Linked DNA regions of Mus musculus: region 2 is linked to region 1. Evidence: chromatin contacts called from public HiChIP or PLAC-seq data. All regions are on one chromosome and are shown on one strand. Each heading gives the region's core, a stretch centred on a gene start, on an enhancer-like site or on the middle of the called end of the contact. The rest is flanking DNA. Distances are from core to core; before and after follow the strand shown.

What was found. HiChIP or PLAC-seq counts read pairs in DNA pulled down with a chosen protein or histone mark.
Region 2: a FOXA1 HiChIP or PLAC-seq map of pancreatic cancer cells shows a contact between it and region 1. The contact joins the promoter of Cracr2b here to the promoter of Urah in region 1. A contact is called at or near these places in 4 of 39 promoter capture datasets (embryonic stem cells, liver, neural stem cells and 1 more), 4 of 115 datasets of contacts at active chromatin or transcription factors (embryonic stem cells, microglia and pancreatic cancer cells) and 2 of 9 other capture datasets (adipose tissue and liver).

Annotation. Positions count from the first base shown.
Region 1 is chr7:140,830,263-140,836,999 of GRCm38.p6, reverse strand. It overlaps Urah (urate (5-hydroxyiso-) hydrolase), which reads right to left and starts at 1,721. Exons shown (of 3, transcript NM_029821.3): 1 at 1,249-1,721; 2 at 118-253. The coding sequence starts at 1,379.
Region 2 is chr7:141,459,728-141,465,978 of GRCm38.p6, reverse strand. It overlaps Cracr2b (calcium release activated channel regulator 2B), which reads right to left and starts at 4,885. Exons shown (of 10, transcript NM_001025103.2): 1 at 4,790-4,885; 2 at 2,407-2,595; 3 at 2,218-2,329; 4 at 1,686-1,848; 5 at 1,137-1,283; 6 at 950-1,040; 7 at 623-715; 8 at 294-460; 9 at 142-213. The coding sequence starts at 2,568. It overlaps Pnpla2 (patatin-like phospholipase domain containing 2), which reads right to left. Exons shown (of 9, transcript NM_001163689.1): 9 at 5,236-6,251. Gm10575 (predicted gene 10575) reads left to right here. Exons shown (of 2, transcript NR_152219.1): 2 at 3,716-4,498.

The DNA.
Region 1 (6,737 bases), core at 472-2,971:
ACCACCCTGGGAGAGGTGGGGCCAGTCTGTCCCTGGTCTGGAGGAGGCCTGGCTGCAGGATCTGGCTGTGGTCAAAGTGAATCAGGGTCCATGTGCTTCACCCACCCTGACACTCACCTCTACATAGGGGTAAAAGCTCTCTTGACCCCGCTCTTTCCAGTAGCGCTCTGTGTCGAAGAACAGCTTATAGGTGCCTGGCTTTATCTGGCTTGGTGTCAGGAGCCCAGGACAGCGACCGTCCAGGTTTGTGTAGCTGTGAAGAGATGAAGTGGAGAGAAGAGCTGAGAAACCTCCCTCCCTAGCTTTTCTGATCCGCATGCCAGCATCTACAGATGACTCCCACAGTCTCACAGAAGGAGCACAGATGGGGCAGGGGGACAGTTCCTAAGGATATCACCATGCTGCATATTTAGAAAATCATAAAGCAGAGAAGCAAAAGATAAAACCTCTCCAGGTTGGTGAAGGACTGAGCTAGAAGGGGGCAAGCCACACGCTGTTCTCACAGGCTGGTCAGAAGGAGATGTGTGAGCCTGGCTCCCTTAAATAGAACCTGCTTTCAAGGCCACAGACCCACCAGCGTTGGCTGGCTAAACCTGAAAGAGGCCCCCAACAAAGCATGTACCAGGGGCATGCCAGAGCCTGGCTCACTGAGGTTGAAAGGCCCAGTACTGGACTGGAGTGGAGTCTTGGGTTTTACCTCAGTCCTATTATCTCAGCCTCTCTCTATAAAGGAGATTAATTACAAGTTCACAGCTATTAAGAATAGAGAGGAGAAATAAGTGCTCGGCTGTCAGTCAGGCACAAAGCGATTGATGTCTTTATTTTTGACCAGGCTACTCTAGTTGGCTCCCCTCCTCGAAGCATGTTTTTGGGTTGAGTCTGACAGGCAAGTGGTTCCCCTCCCAGCAGGCCCATTAGGCTGAGTCTGACAGGCAAGAAGGACCCAACAAAGCTGTCTCAGACCTTCCATGACATTGTCCCAGGTATGCACATCTGGTGAAAAAGCTGTTTTGTCACCATTCCTGTTATCTCAGATGAGGAAAACAAAGTTCAGGGATCAACAGGGCAATGATCCGTCCTGCCTTCCAGCCCCCAGCGGCCACAAAGACTCAGCTCTGCTCAGTGTTATCCTGGCCTTACTGCTCCACCTCAGTACCATGGCCTAAGGTCTTCCTTCCCCAGGTGGGAAGGCCACTGTACTGCTGGGTGCTGGCACTTATGGATCCCAGCCCAGAAACTGTCTCCTACCTTGTCCTCAGCTCCATCCACTGCTGGCAGGGGGCCTCCAGGCGGGACAGCCGGAGGCAGAGGCCTTGGGCAGGGAGCCCTGAGGCAGTGTCTAGAACGTGAGTAGTCAGGGGACTGCTCTCGGTAGCCATGTTGCCAGCCTGTGCAGAGAGAGTGAGAGTGATCAGCCAGTCCGTAGAGGCCCAAGTGCGTCTTCGATCTAGTTCTGAGGAGAGCAAACAAAGGGCCGCACTGCCCCGAGGCAGGCTGAACTGCTGAGCGGCAGGATGGGGTGCCAAGTGCTAAACAAAGCTGACCTGTGCCCTCCTTTGCCCCTGCCTGGGCACCACCCCTCTCCCTTGTATGAGACCTTCAGTTTCAGCTGATCGGTGGCTTTAGTGTCCCAGAACCCAGCTCTCCCGTGCCTCTGACTCCTAGCAACACCCTTGCTCCCAAGCTCCCACACACTCTTCCGTCTCTGTCTCCTTAAGTATGGCACAAGACAGCTCCTTACCTGCGGCCAGCCTAAGTGTCTCTGGAGCGTCATCAGCCGCGGGGCGGTCCTGGAACTCATGCCCTGCCCTGAAGCTCTGGTCTGTGCAACTTCCACAGGCAGTCGCCCTGCCAGCCTCAACAAGCTCTCTAGTCAGCCTGGACCTGCTCCACCCAAGGCCCCGCCCCAACTCCTGGAGCCACCTATCTGAACACTTCTGGGAAAGACACCTTTCCTTTTGCCAGATGAGCCCTGGCAGCCTGCTTGGTTTTTGGGCCTCAGGGGTGTTGATTTAAAGGAAAAGAATGGACAAGGTTGGGAGCATGCTGTGGGGAGGAGTGGAAGGGCAAGTCTGGGGAAGGAGGGATACTGAGGGGAGGGGCAGTTCTGAGGGGAGGGGGTGGGGCAGTGGGGCCTACTGCAAAGACTGGTGGAAAGTGATTAAATGGCTGGGTCAGGGAGGGGGAAATAATTCAGTGGTTAAAACACTGAGGATGCTCAGAGTCATTTTGATTTGCATTTCCTTGGTGACTAAGGCCATAGAACATTTCTGGAAACAGCCTAGAAGTCCCTCAACAGAAGAATGGATAAAGAAAATGTGGTACATTTATACAATGGAATACTACCCAGCTATTAAAAACAATGACATCATGAAATTTGTAGGCAAATGGATGGAACTAGAAAATATCATCCTGAGTGAGATAACCCAGACCCAGAAAGACACACATGGTATGTACTCACTTACAAGTGGATATTAGCCATAAAGTATAGGATAACCACACTATAATCCACAGACCTAAAGAAACTGGGCAACAAGGAGGGCCCAAGGGAGGATGGACGAATCTCACTCAGAAAGGGGAATATAATAGACATGGGAGGTGGATAGGGTGAGGGAACTGGGTGGGATGAGGAGGGGGAGGGGAACAGGAGGGATGAAGTGTGAGGAGGGCTGAGGGAGAGAGAACTGGGAGAAAGAGCAGAAGGTGGTGGTGGTGGTGGGCAGCTCCAGGATGAGCCACCTCTCCCAACAGCATGCTCCCCCAGGTTCTACTCTTTTCCTGTAAGTCAGCACCTCTCAGGTCCCAAAACTGAGTAGGTTTCCAGGGCTCATTTGGCAGAAGGCAGCTTTCCCAGACACGTTCAAATAGGGACAAGGGAAACTCCCAGGAATCTATGAGGGTGACCCTAGCTAGGACTACTAGCAACAGGGCATGTCAAACCTGAGATGGCCACTTCCCATAACCAGGCAAGACTTCCAATGGAGGGATGGAGACACCAACCCACCCACAAAACTTTCAACCCAAAATTTGTCCTGCCTACAAGATGTGCAGGGATAAAGATGGAGTAGAAATTGAGGGAATGGCCAACCAATGAATCGCCCACCGTGAGACCCATCCCATCCCTGACACTGTTAGTGATATTCTGCTGTACTTGTAGACAGGAACCAAGCTAGCATAACAGTCCTCTGAGAGACTTCACCCAGCAGCAGATGCAAACATGCAGAGACCCACAGGCAAACATTAGGCGCAGCTTGGGGAATCTTGTGGAAAAAGGGGAGGAGGGACTGAAGGAGCCAGAGAAGTCAAGGACACCACAAGAAAACCTACAGAATCAACTAACCCGGGCCATAGGGGCTCACAGGGACTGGACTGCCACCCAAAGAGCAAGCATGGGAAGGACCTAGGCCTCCTACACACATGCAGCTCATGTGGGGCTTCCTGTGCATGTTGGTCTCTCAACAGCTGGAGTAGGGGCTGTCTCTGACTCTGCCGCCTTCCTTTGGAACTCTTTCCTCTAACTGGTATACCTTGTCCAGTCTCAATAGGAGAAGATGTGCCTACTCCTACTAACTTGATACGCCAAGGTGGCGTTGCTATCCACAGGAGGCCTCCCCTTCACTGAGGAGAAGGGGAGGAGACACTGAGAGGAGAGGAGGGAGCAGAAGCTGTGATTGGGATGTAAAATAAATAAATAAATAAATAAATAAATAAATTAATTAATGGGTAGGGGGAGCACTGAGGAGGAGAGTTCAAATCCTGGAACCCAGGCATTGTAACAGTAGAAGTTGAGAACTGTCTCCACAAAGTTGTCATTTGACTTCCTTACAAGAGCAGTGGCACCCCCCCCCCCCGCCATACAATGTGTGGAATTAAGTTTTGAAAAAAATCAAGGCATTAGTCGGCCCAGGTTAGCCTCCCTGCTAACATTTGATAAGGCCACACTGAAGAGGGCAGGAAAGATTCCCGTCTTGACTGCTGATGGGTCATGTGACCTTGCCTCAGTTTTCTCATGGGTACTGCCAGTAAGTGTGGTTGGGATTCCAAGCAAAGCTCTCGGATTCTTCAAGACCCTCTGCCTATTCTTTGTTTTTGGTGCAGTTGGGTGGGAGGGCAAGGCTGTCTGAACCTGTGACTTTACTCTAACTCCTTTGTGTTAGGGATATATATATATATACACACACATATATATTCTCTCTCTAACACATTATCAAGGTATTATGTGATCTATAAAAAACAAAGGTGGGCTTCTGAGATAACTCAGCAGGCAGAGGTTGTTGCTGGCAGGCCTGATGACTGGAGTTTGAGCCCAGAATCCTGCAAGGTGGCAGAAAAGAACTGACTCCCCAGAGCTCTCATCCATCTTCCCGACCCATGCTGCCTAGAGAAGAAGCTGAGAGGCCATCCTTAGAATATTCCCTAGAAGGACCAATCACCTTAGACATAACAGGGTAAACTGAGGCAGAGTGTAAAGTTGGCAATTGATCACTCAGCAGACTTTTCTCTGAGGGAACCATGCTTGATTCTCTGGGGCCATTGAAATGCTCTCTGGGGCCATCAGAAAATTTGATGGATAAACTCCCTGGGGCCAGCAGTAAACCCTCAGGGACCAGGGAAAAGGGTGAGGGAAAAAAATCACACACACATGCATGCACACACACTTGGTGGATGAAGCAAGCTCCAACAGATGCCAACAACTTTATATCTATACACAACATACATTTGGTGGGCAGAACAAAGCTCTTACCATTTTACACATACATACATACATACATACATACATACATACATACATACATACACATTTGATGGGTGCAGCGAAGCACCAACAATTTTACTTTTTCTCCCACAGTTTATATATCCCAGCAGAATCTTTCAGGCAGAATAAAAAAAATCACAATGTGGTTACATTCTATTTTTCTTTAAGTGAACGATTACAATGAGCATACATAAGAAAAAAACACACAGGTTCCCCAATACCCTCACATGATCAAATGCTTTACTTATGGATAAAAAAAAAATCCAAATTATTCTCAAGAACTCACGTACGTTTGTAACTAAGCAATTTGGTATAGATTAACAAAATATAAGCAAGCAAGGTAATTTTCTCAGTTTCTCTTACTGGCAGGCTGCAATTTGCAGTGAGAAAGAAAGGGTCGATTATTTTATTATTCATCTTAAAAAGTAATCTTATAAAAATCTTAAAAGAATCACAAATCTCAACTTTTATATAAAAACCAATCAGCCGTCTCTCCCTTAAGTCCTCGGGGTGAGCACTGATTCACTGACCACTCCTTATTAAATCATATCAGGAAGCTGAGGGCAAAAACGGTGCAAGAAATGAATCATCCCCCTGATCACCAGCCCAGCTTTAGCAAGAGAGGCAGGTCAGGCGGCACCAGTTGGGCTGCCGTTGTTCTTGTTCCCTGACCTCAAAAAAATCACTAGCTCAGCTATTAAGAGTGCATTTCTGAACTTCAAATTGTTCCCTAGAATTTTCTATGTCAAAGCCACTAGCAAAAACCTAACTTTAACCTAACTTTACTGGCAATCTACTTCTCCAAATTCTTTCTTTTTTTTCCCATTTTTTATTAGGTATTTAGCTCATTTACATTTCCAATGCTATACCAAAAGTCCCCCATACCCACCCACCCCCACTCCCCTACCCACCCACTCCCCCTTTTGGCCCTGGCGTTCCCCTGTACTGGGGCATATAAAGTTTGCGTGTCCAATGGGCCTCTCTTTCCAGTGATGGCCGACTAGGCCATCTTTTGATACATATGCAGCTAGAGTCAAGAGCTCCGGGGTACTGGTTAGTTCATAATGTTGTTCCACCTATAGGGTTGCAGATTCCTTTAGCTCCTTGGGTGCTTTCTCTAGCTCCTCCATCCAAATTCTTTCTAAGGGTATCGGATGAATCATTAATCTGCTCCAGCCATAATGCTTGAAAAAGATCAATCACTGTTATTGTGAGTGCCAATGACACTGCCCAGTGAGGGGCTGGAAACCCCTTAGAATGTTCACACATCTCATAGACGAGGAGGGAGCCAAGGGCAGAAAGTAGGGCAAAGCTTCATAGCAGAATGAAGTCCTCAGGGCATGTAGTCCTTGAGGCTCTGCCTCAGCAGGGCCCATCCATCATGCTCGTGCTGAATGGTGGGCCACATTACAGGAGTTCCGAAGTGGTTTTGCTGCTCCTCTAGCAGGGATCCCAACATAGAAGGACACCTAGAAAGGTGGAAGCGGCGGCCACAGCCACAATGAGTCTTTGTGGACTCTGACCCTTAGTTTTTCTCTTTGCTCTCTGTGCTCTTGGCCCCCTTTCTTTTAGATTCACTTATTTTTTATTTTATGTGTATGGGTGGTTTTGCCTGCATGCTATGTTGGTGTGCCACATGTTTACAGAAGTCAGAAGAGGGTGACTGATCCTCTGGAACTGGAGTTAGAGATCACCGTTAGCTGCCACGTGGGTGCAGAAACTAAACTCAGGTTCTCTGCAAAAGCAGCCAGTGCTCTTAGCTCCCGAGCTGTTTCTCCAGCCCCTCTTGGCACTTTTTCAATATGGTCTCAGCTCACTTCTTGTAAAGTCTCAAATGTAAGTAAACTACCAAACAGCAGTCAACTCTTTTTGAAAGTCTCTTTAAACACTCCCTAAAAGAGGCCTCATGTTGTCTACTTGGACCAGATGGTGTAGAATGGGGGTTGTCAGAACACCACAGCTGTTCTGGGCCTCCTGGTAC
Region 2 (6,251 bases), core at 3,636-6,135, 630 kb before region 1:
TTCCCTGAGTCAAGAGGACTACAGAGCCAGCCGCATGAAGGCTATAGGGCAGACATAAGGACTTCCAGCAACATGGGTAGGAGCCAATACTATCTGGAAACTTGAAACCACTTCCCATTAGCCCAGGCAGGCCTGACCCACCTCAGCAGCTCCAGCTGCCTTAGGAGGCTGAGTTTCTCTTTCTGCATATTCCTGGAGACAGCAACCACATCTCTGTGGACAGGAAGGCTGTGATCCAGATGTGGGTTGGGGGGACAGACCCTTCTACCCTCACCACAGGCACTTCACCACACCTTTGGGTTTGCTCCTGCCGACCCTGTGCTTCGCCCTCCAGTCGACTGAGCTGCTCTTGGGCCTGGTCCAGCTGTGCCCGTATGGCCTCATAGGCCCTCTGCAGCTGGATGTGCTGGGCCTGTGCCTCTAGCTGTTCTGCAGCCCGGGCCTGCAGCTGCTGTTCCAGCTGGGGAATGGTGGAATGCTGGTTGGCATGCCACACCCCTCTGGTCCCAAGCTGACCCCTCACCCCTGTGGCTCCTGGTTGAGGACCCCAAGGCACAGATAAACCCGCCCGCCCCCCCCCCCCCCCATGCGAGGACACCAACTTGAACTCAATACGGCTTACCTCCCGCTGCCTCAGGCCTGCGCGCTCCAACTCCTGCTCACGGGTCTGCAGCTCCAGCTCCAGGTGGCCCCTCTGTTCCTCCCGGGGTAGGTTCTGGGATGTACAGCCGCGCTAGAGCCTTCGTTCCGGGCTCAAAGGAGGCAGGCAAGGGTGGGTAGCGAAGGGGTGGAGAGTGCGGGAAGGGGCACTTGCTGAGGCAGAGCAGAGTTCCCTGGACTTGGGGCAGCTTGGACTCCCAGAGGTGAGTCCTCTGGGGAGGAACCAATTCGGGGAAGGCGGAGCCAGAGAGGCGAGCAGCAAGGCTGGGCGAGGCGTGCGCGGGCCCACCTGGCTCTGCCTGCGGTGTCGCTGCTCCCCGAGCTGCTGCTCCAGTTCTTCATACAGTCCGCGCACCTCCCTCTCGTGTTCACTCTCCCGCCTTCGAGGAACCGGGATATCATAGACATGATCATTTCCGAGCCAAGTCTCTGCCCCCTCCGTGAGTCCCCAGACCCCAGGCTAGGCCAGCCCTCACCGTCGCAGCGCTTGCTCAAGACCTTCGCGTTCCCGGGCCGCCGCCTCCAGGCAGGCCGATGCGCGCATCAGAACTTCCTCTAGAGAGCCCAACAGCTCAGGTCGCTCGCGCTGCAGCCCGACCCAGAGGGTTCTCACAGCCCATTGCCTGGAGGATGCGATCAGAGACGGGAGCTGGTGGGTGAGGGTTTATCTCCCCATTGCGGACAGTGAAACAAACCCATGGAGAACCCAGCAGCCCAGAACTACACCCCTCGCTTGGTGCTCTTATGCTTCCTTGGCCTCTGCAAGTGTAAGGTGCCCTGTATACCAAGTGCTGGGCCAGTGCGTGCCTAAGGTGTCTGGTGGCACCCCGCCCCGCAGAGCTAAGGCTTCCTGAAATGCAAATTCCGAGGAAAATCACGCCAGGCCACTCTCCCAGACAACCACAACAGACAAGGGATGGACTGACAGGACCTAGGGGTTCTGTAACAACAGACAGGTGGGCAAGGTGGACAGACTGTGAAAAGAAGAGGAAACATTCTCAAAAAGAGAGTGGGGTTCAACTCACTCGCCCAGGACCCGGGCCACTCCTAGCTTCTCCAAGGAAGTGTAGAATGTCTCAACATCCTCCTCCTCCTCCTCCAGAGAGCCCCCTGTGCCCGACTCAAAGGTTTCCTCAGAAGTCCTCAAGGGGGACCCACCTGGGGCCGACTCCACCCCCACAAACTTCCCTGCAGACATGGGAGGAGAGAATATCAGGGTTGTGGGTTAGCACCCTGGACCTACCCAACTCCCTCCAGCCACATACAACATATCCTGCCCACTCTCAGGGCCCAGTTTCCTGTTTTTCTTCCTTGTTCTGGTTCTATTGGCCTGGGAATGGGAAATGACAGCCAGCTCCCCCGCCCCACCTTGGTTGGCAGAGAAGGGATTGGGGGAGGGCAGCCCATCCACTGTAGAGTAGCTGTGGGAGGTACAGCTCAGAATGCGCCTGTTTGTAGATACCAGAATGGCTAGGAAGTTGTGAATGAAAGGCACAGGCTTTCATAAGGTCTCAGGGCACCCTGAAGAGGGTCTCCAGGTGACTGGGACCTGCTCACCCAGGCCTAGACAGAACTCCCGGGCTGTGAGGAAGCCAGTGTGGGCCTGGTCCAGACTTTCAAATACAGCCTCCAGCTGTTCAGGCGTAAGTGGAAGATCACTCTGCAGACCCTGACCAGGCAAGAAGGACCACGGTGAGCAGCAAAGGTCGGCCTTGGGTCTAGCAACCTCTTGGATCTGGGGCTCACCTGCAGATCCTGACGAGTGATGAAGCCCTTGGCATCCTTGTCGCATAGTAGGAAGAGTTCCTGGGCCTGCTGCAGCACCTCTACTCCATGCCTTGCCGAGACCCCTGTTGTCTCCTCTCCCTCCTGGCCCTCCCCAGATCCAGGCAGCCCAGGGCTGGCCATAGGAGCGAGCCTTGGCTCTTGGAGGTGCTGTGAAGCAAAGGAAAGCTCAGCTGAGACAGGGACGCTCCAGGGTCACTGCGATGGCATGAAGCAGACCCAGTACCAGAGCTGCTTCTCAGGAAGTAGAGATTCTGGGAAAGGCTGAATCCCAGGAAGAAGCCAGTGCAAGAAAGGGAAGTGAGCTGGGTATGGTGGCACACATATTTAATATTTAATATTTAATCCCAGCACTCGGGAGGCAGAGGTAGGCAGATCTCTGTCTGTGAGTTTGGGGCCAGGCCGGTCTACATAGCAAGTTCCAAGACATCCGGAGCTACATAGAGAGATTCTACCTCAAAACAAAAAAAGAAAGTGTGACCAGGCGTTAGTGGTGCATGCCTTTAGTCCCAACACTCAGGAGACAGAGGCAGGTGGGTCTCTGTGAGTTTTAAGGCCAGTCAGGTCTACAAAGTGGGTTCCAGGACAGTCAGGGCCATATAGTGAGACCCTGTCTCCAAAAAAAAAAAAAAAAAAAAAGTGTGACCTTACTCCAACAGTAAAAGCTCTTGGCAGCCAGCAGAGATTCTGTAGTGAACAGAGAGTAGAGTCTGCCACATCCTGGACTTGGGAGATCCCAAGCTAGGACTGCCTAAGGTTGAGAGCTAAACCACTTCTGACCAAGACCAAGTCCTTAGCCTCAGGCCTGAGCCTGTGATACCCTGGACTTCTGACAGCTGGCAAGCAAGCTGCGAGTAAACTCCATCAGTCCCTCCCACCTGCCACTCAGGCAGGCCTTAAGGGTGCAGGTGCAAGGTCCCAGGCTTGGGCACTGGACAGCTTTTAAGAAACACCCCCACATCTTGGTTTAACACAGTCTCTGCAGCTTTCTCCTCCCCTGGGGCCTCCCCTCTCACCTCCTGGAATGGACATCCCACCTCTAATTAGAGCCACCTGTCAGTCCCACAGTGTATTAACCCCACATTTCCCAAAGCTACAACTCGGTGACACTGACCGATTCCTATCTCACTTTTCAGTCTTTGAGGTCATCTTCCCCCTACCCATATTCGGGGGGTGGGAGGAGGAACAACAAGCAAACGTGAGGAAGAGCATGGTAGGGCAACCTGGAGTAATCATTGGCACCCCTGATGGCTACCCTCACTTCAACCAGGCACGGTCACCACCCCACCAACCGCTCCAGTGTTCCTCGGGACCGGAGGTCCATCCTGGCCGGAAGCCGCGCTGCCGCCAGGCTCCAGGGAGTCCAGACGAAAGGCAGCGGGTGGGCCCACAGGCAAATCTCATCCACGCACGTCTGGGCTAGCTGCCTTCACCCGAGGAACACAGCCGTTCCAGACAGAGATGCGTGCGATGGCTGCTCTACACAGCGCTCGGAAGGTGCGACCACTGGAGCTAGGGGCCCGGGGTTGGGGGTGGGGAAGCCCAGAGGGCGCGGCGCTGGGACCCCAGTCGCGGGACCTGCGAGCAAATAAATGCCTACCTGCGAGCCGCGCCGCCGCACCTGCCGCAGGCGGGCCGCTCCTCCCGGAAACGCGCGCGGCGCGCCCCGCCCCTGCCTGGACCCCGATAGCCCGCGAGGGGCGCGTACCCAGAGCGACCTTGCGGCCTTACAGGCCCGGAGACCCCGGGATAGCACGTCCGGGTGGATCCTCCACCAGAGCGCTGCTGTAGTTTTGTCCCGCCTCTCTTATCCTGGTGACCCGACCCAGAGTGGCTAGCTCTCCCCGGAGAGCCACAGGGGGCAGCAAAGTTGTATCCCTCACTCCCACCATCTCCCCAGCTCCCCCCAAGACCCTTTTAGAACAAAATCAAGGCTGGGGAGGTGCAGATGCCAACCCCCACCCCGCCCGGAGTATCCAGACTTAGGGTGCCAAGAAGTGTTGTGTAGGAAAATGCGGAGCAGGAAATAAACCAAATACTTTCAGTGGCTGTATCCAGGGCTGTGGACACTAGACTTTCTTTTCTTTACTTTCCCAATTTAGAGTCTTCTAAGTTTTAATACTAGAGAATGACATATAAGTTAGCAGCTCTCCTGTGTGGGGGAAGTGAGTATGGGACCGGGCGAGACCACCTCAGTCTGCCCTCAGCACTCCTCATGGGGCACAGTCCTAATCGGGGGCTTCTCTGGGCCTAGAGGAACTTCTGAAGATGCTGCCAAAGTCCTACTTAAGAGGAAACCCATCTATTTCCAAGAGTATGCCCCCAACCAAGCCCCCAAACTGACCTGAAAAGCTGGCCTGGCTATCACAGGCTGCAGAGGCGCTGGGGGCCCTGTGCGTCTCAAGCAGAACCACAACAGGCTTGCTGTATGGGACAGGACCTGGAGACAAGGGGCGGCCCCTGGCACCTAGGCCAGGGACCTGCCTGGCCGGCTCGCCCAGTCCTGCTGTCCCAGGTCCCATAACCAGAACAACCGTTATTGTTGGCTAGGGGCTGCAACCGCAGCCACTGTGCTCCTTTTGGGAGGGGCAAGTGGGTGCTGAGCTCGGAGGACTAAGCTAAGTTCTACAAATAGACAGCTAAGCCCACCCCTTTGGGAGGAGCAAGTGGGTGCTGAGCTCGGAGGACTAAGCTAAGTCCTCCAACTGGACAGTTAAGCTCACCCCCACTCAGAGTTCCCCTTCCTCCAAGACTATTACAACACACACAAACACAGCACAGGATACTTCAGGAAACCATGGTGAACTCTACTTTGCCTCAGTACTTCTGATCTCTCCCAAGGTTCTGGCGGGAAGCAGGTATGGTTACAGTACAGGAAAGGGCATATGCACCTGGCAGTGGAGCATGTGACAACCAAGAAAGAGGAGCCAAGCACAAAGTTCTGGGCAAGATGCCCCAGTATGGGTCAGGAACCAATCTTCCCGGGTCCCCAGACCGCAGTTCCAGAAGCTTCGCCCTTCACAGGGATCCACGCCCTCACTCGCTGTGTCACATGAGGAGCGGATGTGTGGGTGACACCTTTTGTAAACATTTTCCCCCTAGTGCTTGAGATGGAATCCGGACCTGGTGCATATTAGACAGCTGTTCAACGGCTGAGCAACTCTAACCCACCACTTTAGTTTTTTTATCGATACTAAGGGGCTCAAACTCCCAAACATATCTGCTGGCCCAAGAGACAGGCAGCAAGCCTCAGAGAGAACAGAGCAGCTTACATGTGTCCTTGCCAGAGGACTGACCTTAGGAGACGGTCCCCAGCTGCCAGGACTCAGAGAACCCCGTGAAGCCCAACTGTTAGCTACTGAGACACCAGTTCACTGGGAGAAAGCTCTGTCTGCTGACCACAGTCGGAGGCAAGGGTAACATGCAGAAGTGAGGAAGGCAGAAGCTGAGCTGTGGCTTTTATTAGATCTGCTTTGGCAAAAATAAATAATTCTTCACACACTCTGCAAGGAAACTTGGACACCAGGGAGCAGCAGCAGATGTGGAGTTCTTAAGACTGACCCTGCACTGAAAAGGTGGTGGGCAGGAGTAAGGCACAGGTGACGTGACGGGGGAGGGCTCTGTGGGCTCCGGGGGAGGGCGACTCCCCATCCCTCCCCACCAGGAGTAGCATAGTGAGTGGCTGGTGAAAGGTTTCACATCGAAAGCCCACTTGCAGCTGTGCAGGGTCCTATGTCCTCATTCCACAGCATGTAAGGGGGAGAGCCGGGGCAGACAGGATCTTGTTCCACCCCGGGGCTCCTCTT